2 separate regions of the Bos taurus genome follow, and region 2 is linked to region 1. The links are chromatin contacts, called in public Hi-C maps. All regions are on one chromosome and are shown on one strand. Each heading gives the region's core, a stretch centred on a gene start, on an enhancer-like site or on the middle of the called end of the contact. The rest is flanking DNA. Distances are from core to core; before and after follow the strand shown. Region 1 has its middle 43 kb from the start of MGLL. Region 2 holds the start of MGLL (monoglyceride lipase).

What was found. A called contact is a pair of places that touch in the nucleus more often than the background predicts.
Region 2: a contact with region 1 is called in a Hi-C map of skeletal muscle, with 6 times the contacts expected there. The contact joins the promoter of MGLL here to the enhancer-like site in region 1. A contact is called at or near these places in 2 of 11 Hi-C or Micro-C datasets (liver and skeletal muscle).

Annotation. Positions count from the first base shown.
Region 1 is chr22:59,692,427-59,695,291 of ARS-UCD2.0, reverse strand. No RefSeq gene overlaps it. Among named protein-coding and RNA genes, the nearest start is that of MGLL, 43 kb to the left of the region's middle. Within about 2 kb of position 1,496, at least 2 of the 102 cell types and tissues checked have an H3K27ac peak or open chromatin away from gene starts, as enhancers often do. A contact at or near this core is called in liver and skeletal muscle, where this site is marked.
Region 2 is chr22:59,735,705-59,738,569 of ARS-UCD2.0, reverse strand. MGLL (monoglyceride lipase) reads right to left here and starts at 1,433. Exons shown (of 8, transcript NM_001206681.1): 1 at 1,344-1,433; 2 at 1-127. The coding sequence starts at 107.

The DNA of each region.
Region 1 (2,865 bases), core at 247-2,746:
CACTGGAAAAGACCCTGGTGCTGGGCAAGATTGAAGGCGGGAGGAGAAGGGGACGACAGAGGATGAGATGGTTGGATGGCATCACCAACTCAATGGACATGAGTTTCAGCGAGCTCCGGGAGACAGTGGAGGCTGGCGTGCTGCAGTCCATGGGGTCACAAGGAGTCGAACACGATGGAGCAACTGAACACCACCGCCGCCGCCGCCTCATGCGCGATGTTCCAGCAGGTTGATGACATTCTTTTTAGTGCATATTCACACAGCTCAGGGAACATGCAGGCCCCTGAAATGAGGCTCTCTCTGGGCAGGCCCTTCCCCAGACAACCTGCATCTGTGACCTGTCAGCCCCTGTCCGGCTGGCAGGGAGCCCCTGCTGCCCTTCCCCCGGATGCTGTGGGAGGCTCGAGCATGCCAGAGCAGGACACACGGGCTCCTGGAACTCGTGAGCGATGAGACACAGACATGGCCGAGAAGCGGGTACAGAGGGACAATGCGGAGTGCCCTGAAAGGTGCCTTGTCAGGGGACATGGATGCAGCTTAAAGAGGGGATCACAGCTGAGCTGGGACTTAGGGCACATGGAGGACTTGTTCACAGGGAGATGAGAAGACAAAGCGAAAAGTCTCCAGCCCGTTCCCCAAAAGGCAGCAGGAACACAGCCGTAATAGGCTCCCTGTGAAGCTGGGACAGGATGAGTTGGAAGGGACAGGAAGGGAAGTTAGACACACAGAGGGTTTCGAGATGTGAGTTAGAAACAGTCATCTGCACCCCCAGCAAGAGGCGCTCTAAAGACCAAAGAAGTGCAAGCAAATCTTAGAGTGTTTTTAACAATCAGTACAGTGATTACTGATGCTGTAATTCTGAAACACACACACACAGTAAATAAGAAGTAGGCAACACGTATCACTAGGAACCGAGCTTTTTGCTGTTATTGCTGAAAAAATATAAAATCTAACAACTTAAGGAAAAACTCTGTAAGACTTCAACTGAACGAAAAATACCAGCTTGTGGTTTTTAAGTGCCTTTCCTGCTAAGAGGCTATCAAGGGTCCATGGAATACAGGTAATTCCAGATATGGGGCAGGAAACACAGAAGATAAGCCTGAAACACCTGTCTTTCCCAGGGTCACGTCAAAAGGACTCAAGAGGAAACTGAAAGGGGTCAAACGAGCCAAAAATTAGGCGATTTGATCATCAGAGAGAGTAACTTCGGGGAATTGGAGCTCATCACCCACAGGTTCAAAGTGAAACTAAAATTAAAAATCTTTGTCATCTCTGGAGGATGTTTAGAAACTAATTATTATTCTGAAAACTGGTAAATATGAAGGAAAAAATCAGACATCTAAGGCACTCTGCCCTAGAATAATCATAAATCAAAGAAAGAAAAATCTTCTTTTGGGAAAAAAAAAATCCAGCAAATAACAAGAAGGACAGAATCAGAGCTTTGCCGTTTTGCCTGCTTGTCACACGATGGATCTGGGCAGAGGTCATCGCTGCTCCTGAACCCAGAAGGCCACAGGCCAGCGGTGGACAGAACGGGCCAGACTGACCATCCGAGTCCTCTTGGCCAAAACACCGGCTGACCAGACATGAAGGTGATGAAGGAACGTGGTGGACTCAGCAAAGCACACGGTGCGGGAAGCTGCAGGACAAGAGAGCTGACTTCTCACTGAGTAAACTCCAGGAAAAAGATGAAAAAGGCAGAGGGAGAGTCCATACACTAAGATTTAAGGACCTGTCAACCAAGTGCAGAGTGGGGATCTGGACCCTGAGGCACATGGATTAGCCGTGAAAAGCACGTACGAGTCAATGAGGGGGAAGGTGATGATGCTGATGGATTCAATGACTGACGCTCGAGACTCACTTTAAAAAGATTACTGCACCACCTCACATGGTCAGAATGGCCACCACTAAAAAGTCTCCAAGTGTCAGACGCTGGAGAGGGTGTGCAGAAAGGGGGAACCCTCCTACACTGCTGGTGGGAATGTAAATTGGTGCAGCCACTATGGAGAACAGTGTGGTTCCCCAAAAACTAAAAATAGAGCCGCCATGTGACCGAGCAACCTCACGCCTGGGCATCTATCCCGAGAAAAACATGGTCCAACAAGATACACATAGCCAGTGTCCATTACAGCCCCAGTTACAATATCCAAGACGTGGAAGCAGCCTAAGCGGCCCTCAACAGAGCGACGGATAAAGATACGATGCCTCTACACAACGGAATACTACTCAGCCATGGAAAGGAGCTCAGTAATGCCACCACAGCAACGTGGACGGACCTGCAGATGATTATACTAAGCAGGACAGAGAAAGGCAAACCCCACGCGATGTCGCTCGCATGTGGACCCTAAAATATGGCACAAACGAACCTAACAACAAAAGAGACACAGATCAGACTGCAGGTGCCCCGGGCGGAGGGGAGGGTGGGAACGTGGGATGAGCAGGTGCAAAGCACCACATACCGGACGGGAGACGCAAGGACCTACCGCACAGCACAGGGAGCCACGTCCAATCCCTGGATAAACCGCAACGGAAATGAATACTCTAAAGAAGGCATACACGTGTATAGCTGAGTCACCTCGCTGCACAGCAGAGATTGGAACCGCATTGTAATTCGACTATCCTTCAATTAAAGTAATAAAATTAAAGTTATTACTGCAAAATGGAGGAGGAACAGGTAAAACAAAATAGACCATTAATTAATAATTCATGAAGCCAGTCATTATTTATTCTCTGTTCTTTTATGTATGTTCAAAATCTCCCCAAATAGAAGTTTCTAAAACGTTTGAAGGTGTTCTAGTCTCTGCTCGCTGCATGTACTCAGGAAGAGCGATCCACACAGCCTATAAAAGACCGCACGTTTCTGGA
Region 2 (2,865 bases), core at 184-2,683, 43 kb before region 1:
CTCCAGTACCGGCAGAAGAGGTGCTGCCCGTCAGCGTTGACCAGGTGAGGGAGGTCCTGGTAGGGAACGTTCTGCGGGGTCAGCCTGGGGGGACGTTCCTCTGGCATTCTGAAAGGATCTTCAGGTGCTGGGGAAGAAACGGAATGGTGCAAGGTCAGAGCGATGGCAGAACAGAGACATCAGGAGGGAAACCTTGTTCAGAGTCACTAACGTTTTTTTAAAGCAGTTTTTTTTTTTTTTTAAACAAAACCCTTCCATTTCAAAAATTTTACAGATACATATATTTCTTAAAACTGAAAACCCCGTTTGTTCTTAAGAAAAATGCTCACTTTATCTTTTAACTGCCTCATTACAGCTTTCTTCCCCCCCTCCCCATCTGTGTTTATTTTAAATCATTTCAGGAAACTTCATCTTAAAGACTATTTTAGCTGTAATCAAGTGGCGATGATAGCTCTGTGGGCATAAAGACCCAGCTGCAAAACACCCATCCATGCTAAAACCCCCAAGGAAGTTTCACAGGGGCGCGGTCACGGGGTGGATGACGCTCCGGTTAATTCCTTCTGCCCGAAATTCTAAAGGTGTGGCCACAAACCTGTCTGCATCACGTCCGGGCTTCTGCGGTCCCCCAGCACACAGCCCCGGGCTTCTGCGGGCCACCAGCACACAGCCCCGGGCTTCTGCGGGCCACCAGCACACAGCCCCGGGCGTCAGGGCCAGGCCAGCCCGGGCAGCCCCCTCATCTAGGCGGGGGGCGCCCCCCACGCTCCCCCAGCTTCCCAGCCAGCGCCCTGCCCCAGATCCCGCCTGGCTTTAGGAGCGCGGAGCCCAGAGCTGCCCCCCCCGCCCCCCCGCCGTCTGCGGGCGGAGCCACCCAACGCTAGCCCCCCATCACTCTTCCTAAACAAACCCCTGCGGCTGGGAGAAGGGTTCCCAGGAGGCCGGCTCCCGCTGCCCCGGCTGCCAGGGCACCAGCTCCGCGCGCCCAGATCCCCACCCCCGGACACGCACGAGCGCGGGTCCCCCAGAAAAGTCAGCCAGGCTCCCCCAAAAAACTTTGCCGCCTGCCCGCGTCCGCCGGCGCCGGGAGCGCAACCCCGCCGGCAGGGCTGCCCGCGGGGGACGGACACGCGGACACGGAGTTGACGGCGGCGACAAGTTGGTTCGGGGCCGCCGCCAGGGAGCGGGGCGCACGCGCCGGGCACACGCAGACACGCGCGCGCTCGTGCACACGCGCACAGGGGCGCGGGAGCCCACGCCGAGCGCGGGGACGCGGGGACCGCGGGACGCGGGGCGGCCGCACCCGGGGGACAGGGACGGCTCGGGGCGGGGACGCAGGCAGTTACCGGGCCACGAGCGCCGAGTCCTCGTCTGCGGTCGGGACCGAGAGCTGCGCGCCGCCGCTCCGGAGACAGGGCGCGGCGTCCGCGCCGCCACTTATCCCGGCTCCCTCCCGGCGGGGGCGGCCGGGGGTGGGCCGCGGGGGGCGGCGCCGGGCCCACGTGTGCGGCCGGCTGCCCGGCCGGCCCGCCGTGCGCTCCTCCCCGCCGGCCGCGCCCCCGGGGTGGCGCCCGGGGGACTGGCGCGCCCCGAACGAACCGGGCTGCGGGAGGACACGCCACACCCACGCGCGCACACACCTCGCGCGCACACCCGCGGCACAGACACGCATGCAGGAGCGACACAGGCGCCCGGGCGTCCCCCCTCCAGAATCACACACGTGGACACCGCGCACACACTCAGTACACGCAGATATACACACCCAGATAACACGCAGAAAAAGGAACACAGAGAGGCACTCTGACACAGACACCCCCGCAGACAGACACACACCCTCAGTACACGCAGATGGACACACAAACCCACACAACATGCAGAAAAAGGAACAGAGAGGCGCTGGGACACAGACACACACACCCCACACAGTCAGACACAAATAATGGCTGGGGCGCGGTGGGGGGACGTGGCACCACTTCCAGGAGGTGGGGCCAGGCCGACAAGGGCAGGCCTGGCCCCAGAGACCCTCCCTGGGGGACACACAAAACCTCAGGGTCAGGTGCAGGCCAGGGACGGTCTGAACACCCTTGGGTGCAGCTGTCCACGGGGCGGGTGGGGGTGGGGTGGGGGCAGCTGGACCAGAGCCTAGATCCCCCTGGGCCCAGCACCAGCTCCGGCGCTCGCCCTGGGAGCCCTGGTCTCCTCACTGGCAGCCCAGGACAGGACCTCTGCCCCCAGGACGGACAGGTGTCCCCTGCTCACAGTGACCTCTCCCGCATCCCTCCCTCGGTCACAAACATGTTGACACCACAGCAGTGTTGAAAAGAGCCACTGTCCTCCAGAGTCACACGGCCCGTGTGTGGGGAGGCCCCGGCTGCTTAAGGCCTACGAGCTAACTTACACAACAGCTGGGATGTGAGCCCTGCCTGGTGGCAGGTCACAGGCCTCTGACGGAGCGGGGCTGGCCAAGCGACAGGCCCCAGGCAAGGCCAGTCCTGGAGGCGGCCATGTCCAAGCAGGAAGCCAGGGGCTGGCACATGGCTGGTACCTGGACTAGAATTCATTCCAGAGCCAGGCTGGGGTCCGAGGGACGTTGTGGGGGACCCGAAAGCATACCAAGCCCCCTTTAATATGAAGTCAAGTAAAAGTCGCTCAGCTGTGTCCGACTCTGACCCCATGGACTGTAGCCCACCAGACTCCTCTGCCCATGGAATTCTCCAGGCCAGAATACTAGAGTGGGTAGCCTTTCCCTTCTCCAGGGGATTTCCCAACCCAGGGATCAAACCAGGTCTCCTACATTGCAGGCAGACTCTTTATCAGCTGAGCCACCAGGGAAGCCCAAGAATACTGGAGTGGGTGGCCTATCCCTTC